Regions from separate parts of the Mus musculus genome. Here region 2 is linked to region 1. Evidence: chromatin contacts called from public HiChIP or PLAC-seq data. All regions are on one chromosome and are shown on one strand. Each heading gives the region's core, a stretch centred on a gene start, on an enhancer-like site or on the middle of the called end of the contact. The rest is flanking DNA. Distances are from core to core; before and after follow the strand shown. Region 1 has its middle 19 kb from the start of 4930449E01Rik. Region 2 has its middle 30 kb from the start of Gm41239.

What was found. HiChIP or PLAC-seq counts read pairs in DNA pulled down with a chosen protein or histone mark.
Region 2: an H3K4me3 HiChIP or PLAC-seq map of craniofacial prominence shows a contact between it and region 1, with 4 times the contacts expected there. The contact joins two enhancer-like sites. A contact is called at or near these places in 9 of 39 promoter capture datasets (the HPC-7 cell line, cranial neural crest, embryonic stem cells and 4 more), 1 of 15 datasets of contacts at CTCF or cohesin (the NIH/3T3 cell line), 2 of 484 Hi-C or Micro-C datasets (bone marrow-derived macrophages and embryonic stem cells), 9 of 115 datasets of contacts at active chromatin or transcription factors (craniofacial prominence, embryonic basal ganglia, embryonic forebrain and 5 more) and 1 of 9 other capture datasets (embryonic stem cells).

Annotation. Positions count from the first base shown.
Region 1 is chr14:105,477,204-105,482,352 of GRCm38.p6, forward strand. No RefSeq gene overlaps it. Among named protein-coding and RNA genes, the nearest start is that of 4930449E01Rik, 19 kb to the right of the region's middle. RefSeq lists an enhancer at 4,970-5,149. Within about 2 kb of position 3,003, at least 23 of the 459 cell types and tissues checked have an H3K27ac peak or open chromatin away from gene starts, as enhancers often do. A contact at or near this core is called in craniofacial prominence, where this site is marked.
Region 2 is chr14:105,849,675-105,855,118 of GRCm38.p6, forward strand. No RefSeq gene overlaps it. Among named protein-coding and RNA genes, the nearest start is that of Gm41239, 30 kb to the left of the region's middle. Within about 2 kb of position 1,842, at least 61 of the 459 cell types and tissues checked have an H3K27ac peak or open chromatin away from gene starts, as enhancers often do. A contact at or near this core is called in craniofacial prominence, where this site is marked.

The DNA of each region.
Region 1 (5,149 bases), core at 1,753-4,252:
ATTACTGAGGACCCCAAGAATAAGGTTTTGGAAAGCAGATACATCACATGACATAGGCAATGCTGCGTGACCCATCTAGTAAGGGCGCCAAAGTGAAAGAGAGGGCTTCAGACAGACGGGCATATTCTGTAGAGAACTCCCTTGTTGTCTCTGCACTTGAAAATACAGTAGGTCTCATTTAATCTCCGAATCCTTATCTTCAAAGATAAGGATTTCCCCCCAATGATTGCTTTATTATTGCTTCAAAGCTTATAAAAAGTGTAACAAGTCACGGCTTATAGATATTAAGAATGCTGTCACTGTACTTTGCAAATTTAAATTTATTATTGCTAGGTAATATGTATGTCAGGTCTTACAGACACACACACACACACACAAAGTAGAATTACTGCTTATTAAACATTCCGATTCCAGACTCCTTTCCTCTTGGGAAGTAGGTCATCTTTTCACATCCTCTGACTTGTTCCCAGTCAGGGCATATCCCTGATGGGTTTCTCTCTTACTCTGAGCTTGGTAACCTGCAGCCATGTGGTCCCAGGGGAAACATCCCCAGCAACGTAGAAAATAAATTTTCTCCCCTCCATCAGCCCTGTTATTTTGGAGGTGAAAAAGACTGAATGCTTCTAAGATCAGTGCCTTCTTCCTCAATCAATTCCTTCTCTGTGATATTGTGGGGAATTCCACATTTTAAAATGCCTTTTTTCCCTTGCCCAAACATTAATCAACACGCACTCACACATGTCTGCATGTATGTTCACACTCAACCTTCATTTAAACTTCGATGAATAGTAGTAGTACTTTACGTAAGGAGTCTCTTTCTGTATCAATTAGATTAATTGTAAGGTTGGGAGTAGGGTATATGCATGTGTGTGTATGAACAGGTATGCCTACTGGTACATAAGACTCTGAAGGATATATATAAATATATATATATATATATATATGCTCTGAAGGCTATATACATATACATGTACATATACATATACACACACACACACACACACACTTTGGAAATGCTTCTCTATCGCTCTCCATTTTATTTTTTAATACAGGGTTTCTCACTGAATTAGGGGCAAACTACTTCTGATAGGCTGACTAGACACTGAGTCCCTGCAATCTACCTGCTTCTGCCTCTCCACCCCATACTGAAATTACAGATAAACAACAGGCTTGACTTTGCTGTGGGTGGTGGGGGATCTGCTCAGATCTCCATGCTTGCGAAGCAAAACTTTTACCCACCAAGAACCACTCCCCCAATCCCCAACTGTAACGTATTAAATGTGTGTCATTGGAAAGAATGGCAGAGTTGATTAAGACCACCATTGGTGGCCTCAACATAGCAGTATTCATTATGAATCTAAGTCCTAATGTCTAGGGTAGCTATCAGCTCCACCAGGCAAGAATTCCCACCTGTTTTGTTCTTTTGGTTTCACTAGCACGTTGATGGAGTTTGGTAGCAAAGAACTGCTTAACAAATATCTACTAGATTCATGAAAACTCCTGGAACAGATAATAATGATTTTTGTTGTGTAAAAAGAAAAAAAAAATCTATGACTTCCAGTTTAGAATTCAGACTTGCAAACATAGTGGTATTCTGCTCATTACATTCCTTTCTTTCCCAGAGACCTCCCCTGTTCTTATTCCCTGTTCTGAACTCTAGTTTTTCTGGGACCAGAAGGGCACCATTTTTTTTCTCTGTGTGTTCAGCAAATCTATCTTTACAAACCTAAGAAAGGAAGCTCTCAGGTTTTACTCACACTGGAGTGTTCCAAGGCATTTCCAAAGCATTGCTGTCCACTTGAGCAGCCGATAATAGTCCTTTGATGTAGAGCTTTGAACAAGAGATAAGAAATAGTTATCTAACCATAGCCTTTACTGATAGTCAACAGGACCTTCTTGCTAGTTAAGCCATTAGATATTAGTTTCCATGTTGTTATCCAATCAACAGGAAAACTCCTCCCCACATTGTGTAGAGGCCATAGAACGTATTTTCAAATTCCAAACTTCTCTCCAAGACTTCTGTATTTCTTTAATGGCTCCCCCCTTTAACCAAGGCATATTGCAATCTATAAACACAAACAGTAGTGATTTTCTACATGAGCCCCATTTTCTTAGGCTGTATTGTTTGAAATTAGATAGAGTGGAATTTTACAAATCTTTTCTTTTGGTTAAATAGTTTCAAACAAGATTCCAACAGCAAAGGTGTTGTTTCAAAAAAATGTCAGTCACAGACATTGGGAAACTTGTCCCAACTAAGAAAACTTGATGAAGCCACAGTTGATGATGTTGAGACATGCAGTATGTTCGTTTGGGGAGTGGGGTAAATGACCCTGTGTGTTTGAGAGTCTTCTGCTATATTCTCATGCTATAAATGGCCTTCATGTAAATACCCAGAAATGGGTTAATATTGCTATAGAAAAGGTTACTTTTTATCTTTAAGAGATTTTTCTTAATTGTCTAAACCCACTTGTGATAATAACTTTTGACATTAATGTGTAATTTCAAAGTGAGATATCAAACTGAAGCACACACTTCCAACAAGACCAAGAAAGCAGGTCCTCTAAGTTCTAGGTTTGGCCCACAGTTCCTGATAGGGAATAAACCCATTCTGGGAGTCATGGCTGCCAAGACAAATCCTAGACTGATACATGCATGGGGACTGGGTCAATGGACGTTTTCATATTTCTCCTGCTCTTCAATGTACATAACCTGTATCTAACGAGGGTCACAAAGCCTGCCATTTCAATAGGGACAAGTGGTGTTCTTAGCTTTTCAAATAAATGTAGATTTTCCGTTGGTTGACACCATGACTGCTCGAAGAATCTTCAGACACACGGTGTCCTCACAGTCCAGCCAGCTTTTCTCCGTTAATGGATTTTAATAATTCCTCTACTGTTCCTGTATATGCTCTTCACATTGTCGGCGAGTGGGGAGAGTCTAGTCAGAGGGCTCATATGGAAACGTTTTCATTTTGGTGCGGCTGGTTCCGATGTTTCCCCCAATCTCTGTGCAGATCTATCTGGTTTCCTTTTGCTGCTGCCTTCCCCTCCTGGGGTTTGGACACTGGCTGTTGATCTCTTTCTGTGGTTTCGCTCTGGTTTTGCCTCCATGTTAAGCTTACTTACTTGCTCTACGAAATCTAAGCTGTCTGCCTCTGTAAGACCTCCTGGTTCTCAGTGTTTGAAAGCAGAGCCAGAGGCGAGGGCATATCTTGTCAAGGGCTGACAGCAAAGGGTTGGGCAGTCTGGTGACTCTCTCTGGTCACCCCCTCCTGCCAGGGTGGCTGCAGGTTCCTGGAGTCTGACAATGTGCTGTCATGGGGATTACATTGATTAGCTTGGGGGAGTTAGGTAACTGGAGCTCTCTCACCGGGGTCCTAGCTGCTGTCAGGTCGACTGTTCACACACTGGTTTTAGGGATACCCTCAGGCATTCTCTAATGTAATCCAGGCATGTTGTTGCAGGTTGTATTTGAGAAGGGGCTACTTACTTGTCACTTGAAATATTTTTTTATGAAAAAAAAAGTCAATAAACGAGAAAACATGGCATAAAGAGGAGACAATATGAGGGTGGCAGAAAGGGAAGAACGAAACAGGAGTGACCCAAATGCCAAGCTTGCGTTCCGTGCACGTGCGCTTTAGGGAGCAAGGGTTCTTGTTTTACACAGGTACTTCGATGGTTGTGCATGCTTGGGGTTTTGCTCTCCTAGGGAACAACTAGACTCCAGTAAATTCAAAGGCAGTGGAATACAGGCCGACCCTGAGCAGGAGGAAAGAACTGGTGGAGACCCGTATGAAAGTATCTGGGTGCGTGTTCCTAAGGCAGGCACATAGACGCCAGTGTGGCTATGAAGAGAAGCTGGGTCCGAATGAAGAGCAGGGAGAAGCTGCAGATTCTCATCAAGGACTTTCCCAGACTAGCCTCTTCCCCTTCGGATTCCTTGTCCTAATCTCATCCTGGGAGCTTTAAAGGTACTTAACCCCAGGGAACTGCTTAAATTCCGGAATGTAAACAAACATACCTCACAGAAACATCTTTGTTAAATTTAAAAGAAATGAAGGCTTCATGGAAACCAGGCAGCTCCTTTTTTTTTTTTTTTTTTTTTTTAGATTTTTCTGATGATTTATTTAATCGTGCACTACCCTCCCCCAAATATGCACTCAACCTACTACCCTCACAGATACACTTGTGGACAACACCGAATTCGGACATGGTGAAGGGGTTCCTTCTCTTTGTCCGACCTTACCAGTAGGTAGGGGTGATAGCCAAAAACAGTCCAGCCAGAGAACCAAAAGGCAAAACATAAAACAGAAGAAGGCAAATGTGCTTGTGAAATTTGATTGTCATTTACAGCCTTGGGGAGTTGATGTGAGCTCTCCACAACGGAGGGTCTTGATCAGTAAAGACGTCACAGCATTATGAATGCTGGTGCAGGTCTGTGTGGTTTTCATGTCTATGTGCTTGTGTGTGTGTGTTAAGGGATTCAGGTATGTCTGTCTGCTGGTACGTGCGTGCATGCATGCGTGCTTGCACTGGTAGAGATAAGTAGATATCCTTGGGTGCCACTCAAATGCCTTTCATTTTTTTTCCCCTTGAGAAAAGTTCTCTCAGTGTCCTGTGCCTTCACTGTGTAGGCCAAACTAGCTGACCAGTGAGCTGTGCCTCCCTACAGCTTGGATTGCAAGCATGTATCACTACACTCAGCTTCTTTTACATGGGTCCTAAACTCAGATTCTCTTGTTTGAGAGGCAAGCACATTCATTACCCACTGAGCCATCTCCCTCTCCTTGAGAGCCTGTTATAGATATATACATCTATCTATCTATCTATCTATCTATCTATCTATCTATCTATCTATCTACATACGCATGTGTTTATGTATATTTTATATTTATATAAATTTATATATGGGTATGTATTCGTGTTAAAGAATCTAGTTTGATGTCTGATACATTATAGTACCCAATAAATGGCATTTCCACTTTCTTCCTATATTAGATTAGGAAGACCTCTTAAGAATCAACACTTAAAATAATTTATGAAAATTTAAAAACTGGAGAGCTTTAAAGAATGCCTCTTCTCTTAATTTCTTAATTGCTTGCAGTTGCAAATTGGGATAATTAGGATAATATATAGGTATGATCTTTTAT
Region 2 (5,444 bases), core at 592-3,091, 370 kb after region 1:
AGAACACTTGGTTGCCACTGTTTTGAGTATTGCATTCAGCAAACATGGTGGTGTGCTTATAATCCCTGTTCATGGGAGGTGCAACATAGTCAAAGTCCTCCCTATCTACATAGCAAAACTTGAGGCCAGCCTGGGCTATTTGAGGTACTTTCTAAAATCAGAGGTGCAGGAGGAGGGGGAAGAGGAATAAAAGGAGGGGAGAGGGGGAGAGAGAGAAAGACACACAGACACAGAGAGGCAAGAAATCCCGACTCGTAAGCCAATCCAGCCCTAGGCTTCCCCTTGTATAAGGTCCCTAGAAAGAAAAGTGTCTACAAAAACCAGATGAGAGCATGTCCTCTGCTGTGACAGTGTGTGGACGTCACTAAGGCTTAATGATCAGCTCTCTCTCCCAAGGCTTCTGCCATCACCCATACTTGACGAATGGAGTTATTCCTCATTAAAGACTGTGATGGGTTTTCTAAGAGACTGTCAGAGAGTGCCCAGACAACCCAAGGTAAACTCATGGCTCTTAATGTTTGTAACACACAACTGTGGTCATCTTCTGGAAACTGCCTCAAGCCCGTGTTCCCCACACATGTTCCCCACGTGCCGTTTTCCCCATAAAATGTAACTGTGATATTTTTGTTTGTTTGTTTGTTTTTGTTTTTTTGGTTTTTTTTTGAGACAGGGTTTCTCTGTATAGCCCTGGCTGTCCTGAAACTCAACTTTGTAGACCAGGCTGGCCTCAAACTCAGAAATCCACCTGCTTCTACCTCTGCCTCTGCCTCCTGAGTACTGGGATTAAAGGCGTGTGCCACCACGCCCGGTCTGTGATAACTCTTTAAGATCTTAAATATTCTCCACTTCCACTAAACTTCACATTCAAAACAAATGATGTGAAGGATCAGCCTTTTGATAACTGTGTTTTAAGACTAAGGTTGTTTGTTACCTGTGGCGATACATGCTTGTAGTACCAGTGCTCCAGATGGCAAGGTCAGAGGATCCACCCCAACCTCAGCTAAACATGAAGTACCAGAATGACTTGGACATCATAGCAACATATCATTTCAGAAGAGGGAAGGAAATTTAAATAATACATCATAAATTTATTATTTTTACTCAACCAGCCTTTATTTCACTTCCTGACTTATCATGGTTGCCCATTTTAATTGACAACATTTCCCCTTCAGAATCTTAATGTTGTTTATTAGGGTAATATATTTTTCTAAATACATCTTCCTATATTGAGTTAGCAGCATGTGTTTTTCTGAGTACATACAGAGTAATACATAAATAAATACAACATATTTTTCTAAATACATCTTTCTACGCTAGATAGCAATATAACAGTGTGGAGCAAAGTATTGTCTATAGACTATGTGTTCCAAAAGAAGAAAGAAAACCAAGCTCAGAGGGAAAGGACGGATCAGAAATGGGCAGAAGGGCCCAGAGCCTCTGAAGCCAGCACTTAGCCCTGCTGACTGGTCTTGGGCTTTATTAGTGAAAGAGAACACTTATATTCTCTATTTTCACAATACAACCATCGGGAATCCCAACACATCCATGCACACTGGCTGCACTTTCAAACATGTGTGTCTCACCCCCTCTATACTTTGCTGTTAAAAAAAAAAAATGGATACCTGAATTTGAGCCATGAAAAGATGCCCTCCAACTGTACAAAAATGAATGAAAACCCAAGAGCCAGTTTTTATCCATTCCCAGTGCCCCCTCCCCAGTGCCCACCAGAAGGAGAAGGGGGAAAAAAAAGAAAAGGAAAAAGAAAACCCACAGAGCTGTTTGATTGCTTAAGCCGGGTGGTCAGACAATAGGACCAGAAAGAATGGCCGCTTCCTTCCTTCCTGTTGAGTGTTCTGCCTGAGTGAGCAAATTCAATAGCACTTTGCTTTGCAGCAGAACTAGGCTCTAGCATGAGGGAAAATCAACAAAGAGCCATTCTAGGGCATTTCCAACCCCACCTAAGGCAAAGCTCTGAGCTATAGAACCAGGGGAGGCAGGTCCTGATTCAGGCCCTCCAAGGGGGAGTGTGCATGGAAGTACACAAACATCCACGTTATTGTTTATATTAAGGGCCGTTGTTTATGCTGCTGCTTGCATTTGAAGTGGTCTGATTCAGTTACCTCTTTCTACTTCCTAATGTACAGCTCTCTAACGTGCTTCAAACTTCCTTAAAATCTGCCTATTCTGCTGCAATTAACGAGTCAAACACAGTGACGCCCTTGCACTCAGAATCAGCATAAATGCTCTTCCAATTAATCATTTTCCTTGCTGGCTTTTAGATCTGAGTTGAGGAGACACACAGTGATTTGTCAGTCTGGCAGTTAAAGAGTAAAACCCAGAAAAGGGATGAAAGAGAGAAAATTTTAATTTAATTGATACAGTATTGTGTTACACGTAGAAAATTTTGTGCATTTGGATAGAGAGTATAATTTCAAAGTGCCTTTAGAATATCTTGCGTTAAACCAGGCATGGTGGCGCACACCTTTAATTCCAGCACTCGGGAGGCAGAGGCAGGTGGATTTCTGAGTTCAAGGCCAGCCTGGTCTACAAAGTGAGTTTCAGGACAGCCAGGGCTATACAGAGAAACCCTGTCTCAAAAAACTAAATTAAAAAAAAAAAAAGAATATCTTGCATTAACACAGAAGAGAAATATAGTAGTCTCTGTATTTATTTCAGTGTTTTTCTTAACTCATAATTTGTACAGATATACCTAGGTTACAAACCTTCGAAAATGTATACCTTCAGAACTTACAAAAACTTTACTAAAGCACATTATTAGTTTTTCCTTCTGTACGTGCACGTGACACGGACTTAAAACTAATTGTGTTAACCTAATCCTTTTCTCTGGGATGGGTCCCAGTACATCAACAGTCTGTTCCTTGGAATCTTGAACGTGATAGCATGTCACTTCTTAGTTGTGCTAAATGAAATCATTGACCTCAAAAAGGGCAGATTATCTTAGAAGGCCTTGACTAATTACACACACACACACACTTCAAAAACAAAGAACATTCTCAAAAGGTGGCACAAGAAGAAGAATTAAGAGAGAGTCAAAGTTTGCAAAGGATTTGACCCTAAGTTCTTGGTTTGAAGATGTTAGAGGCTTTGTGAGGTGACTAAGGGGTAGTCCAGTCTTGAACTAAAAGCCACCTCCAGCCAAGAAAACAGAGACCCCAGCCCTATGTCTGCAACAAACAGCACAGCGTCCTGCAAGCAGTCTGAAAGAATCTGGAAGAGCAGTCTGTCCTCAAGTAAAAATTCAGTCCAGCAAATAACTTTATTTTAGTCTGTTAAGACCCTGACCTCAGAGAGATCTGAGCCCATCCAGACCTTTGCTTCCTAGAACTGTGTGATAATCAATGGAGTGACTTTTAAGATGTTACAATGTACAGAAGTTTGTCATGGCAACGTGTAAAAACAAACGCCACATCTTTCTTTTTCTTCACCATAACAAAATTTCCCAATTGCAACTGCAGCCTCCTGAATATGAAAGTTTGTCAATTCCATTATTGCTGTTGATCTGGTGACTGTTGGTGACAGTCTCTATCACTGCAATATCCATAATGTTTCTGCCAGTGAAAATGAATTTGTACTTGAACACTTCTGTAGTTAGATCTTGTGACATCAGCTATTGTTATTGTAGAAGCATCAGTGTACATAACACACTTTCACTGTGTTTCTCTTCTGATGGAGTTTCTGCAAAGACATATCTGCATTCAGAATAAATACGGTTAGTAGATAATAGTACCAAATGGTTAAAGATTTTTAAGTACTTCACTTTTCAGTGTAAAAATCAATCTATATACCTTCTACTTTGTGGCCATTTATATGAGAACTAATTGGGCATTTTATTATAATTAGGAAAATGAAAAAAAAAAATCCACAAAATGTGGAAGTGGCCTCTAATAAAATTTTCTAATAGTTAGAGATCACATGAAGTTCTTTTACATATTTTTAAATTTGCATTTATTCTTTGTGTTTGTGTGTGCACATGTGTGTGTATGTTTTGTGTGTGTGTGTATGTGCATCTTTTTCATCTTTAGGAATATAAAATATTGTGTGGGGCAGGGTGTGGAGATTGATGGTAGAGTATGTGAAACTTTGGGTCTAACTCCCAGAATCCCAAAATAAGTACGTATCCTACTACCTTTAAAGGATCTCACAATATGTGAGCGTGGCCAGTGCAAAAGACTGTCTCTGGGCTTGTTAGCTGCTGCTCCACTTTCCCGAACCTTCTGAGAAAATCTTAACTCCTTTTTTGCTGCTAGAACAGAACCATAGATTGAGTGGTTTATAGCCATGTGAAATTTGTTTACTACGGTTTTGAAGCTTGGGAAGACTATGGTGAAGGCACCGGCATCTTGCTAGGGTCTTTATGCTTTGCCATATGGTTGGAGGCAGAAGGGTCAGAGGTTGCATGAGGAAGTCGGAGAGCACCGCTTTCTGAGAGAGCTCACACTCTTAATGTATCCTCAACATCATGGGAGACAGTCCTTACAGCCTCTTAAAGGTTCTACCCTTTACCCTGCTGCATTAGTGGATAAGCTACCCATGGGAACCACAACAGCACTAAGTTGATAGCCATGCCATGAACATGTTGTAATTCATACATATGAAGGCACTCTTTCATGTAAACTCCATGTAAGCACTAAGGTAGGAAGGTAGCCTTACTCTGATATCTGTTCAGTACGCTCACTAGGACAAAAACATTTAAACTTCCTTCCTTCCTTCCTTCCTTCCTTCCTTCCTTCCTTCCTTCCTTCCTTCCTTCCTCCCTCCCTCCCTCCCTCCCTCCCTCCCTCCCTCCCTCCCTTCCTTCCTTCCTTCCTTCCTTCCTTCCTTCTTTCCTTCTCTCTTCCTTCCTTCCTCCCTTTCTCCCTTCCTCCCTCCCTCCCTCCCTTCCTTCCTTCCTTCCTTCCTTCCTTCTTTCCTTCTCTCTTCCTTCCTTTCTTCCTTCCTCCCCTTCCTTCCTTCCTCTCTCTCTCTCTCTCTCTCTCTCTCATTTCTTCCTTCCTTTTTACCTTTCTTTTTTTTGAGATAGGGTTTCTCTACAAAGCCCTGGCTATCCTTGAACCTGCTACATAAACCAGACTGGCTTATGAAGTCACTGAGCTCTGCCTACCTTTCTGCCTTTTTCTCCTAGATGCTAGGATTAGAGGAAGGAGTATGCGGCCTTTCTTTCTTATTTTCCAACATTACAAAATTTGGTGTCAGGATTTGTCACTATAATTCTGGCAACTGAGAGTCTGAGACAGGAAGATGTGTGCTTGAAACCAGCCTTTAGGTAAGTGAGTTCCTGGTCAGCTAGCAATTGAGATCCTCATTCAAAAATGCAACAAACAACACTTTAAAATAATAATAATTTTAAAGTCTAAAGTCATATTGTATGATATTCTCTGATTTTAATTTTTGATCATTTCTTCTTGTCAAGAATCATGTTACTT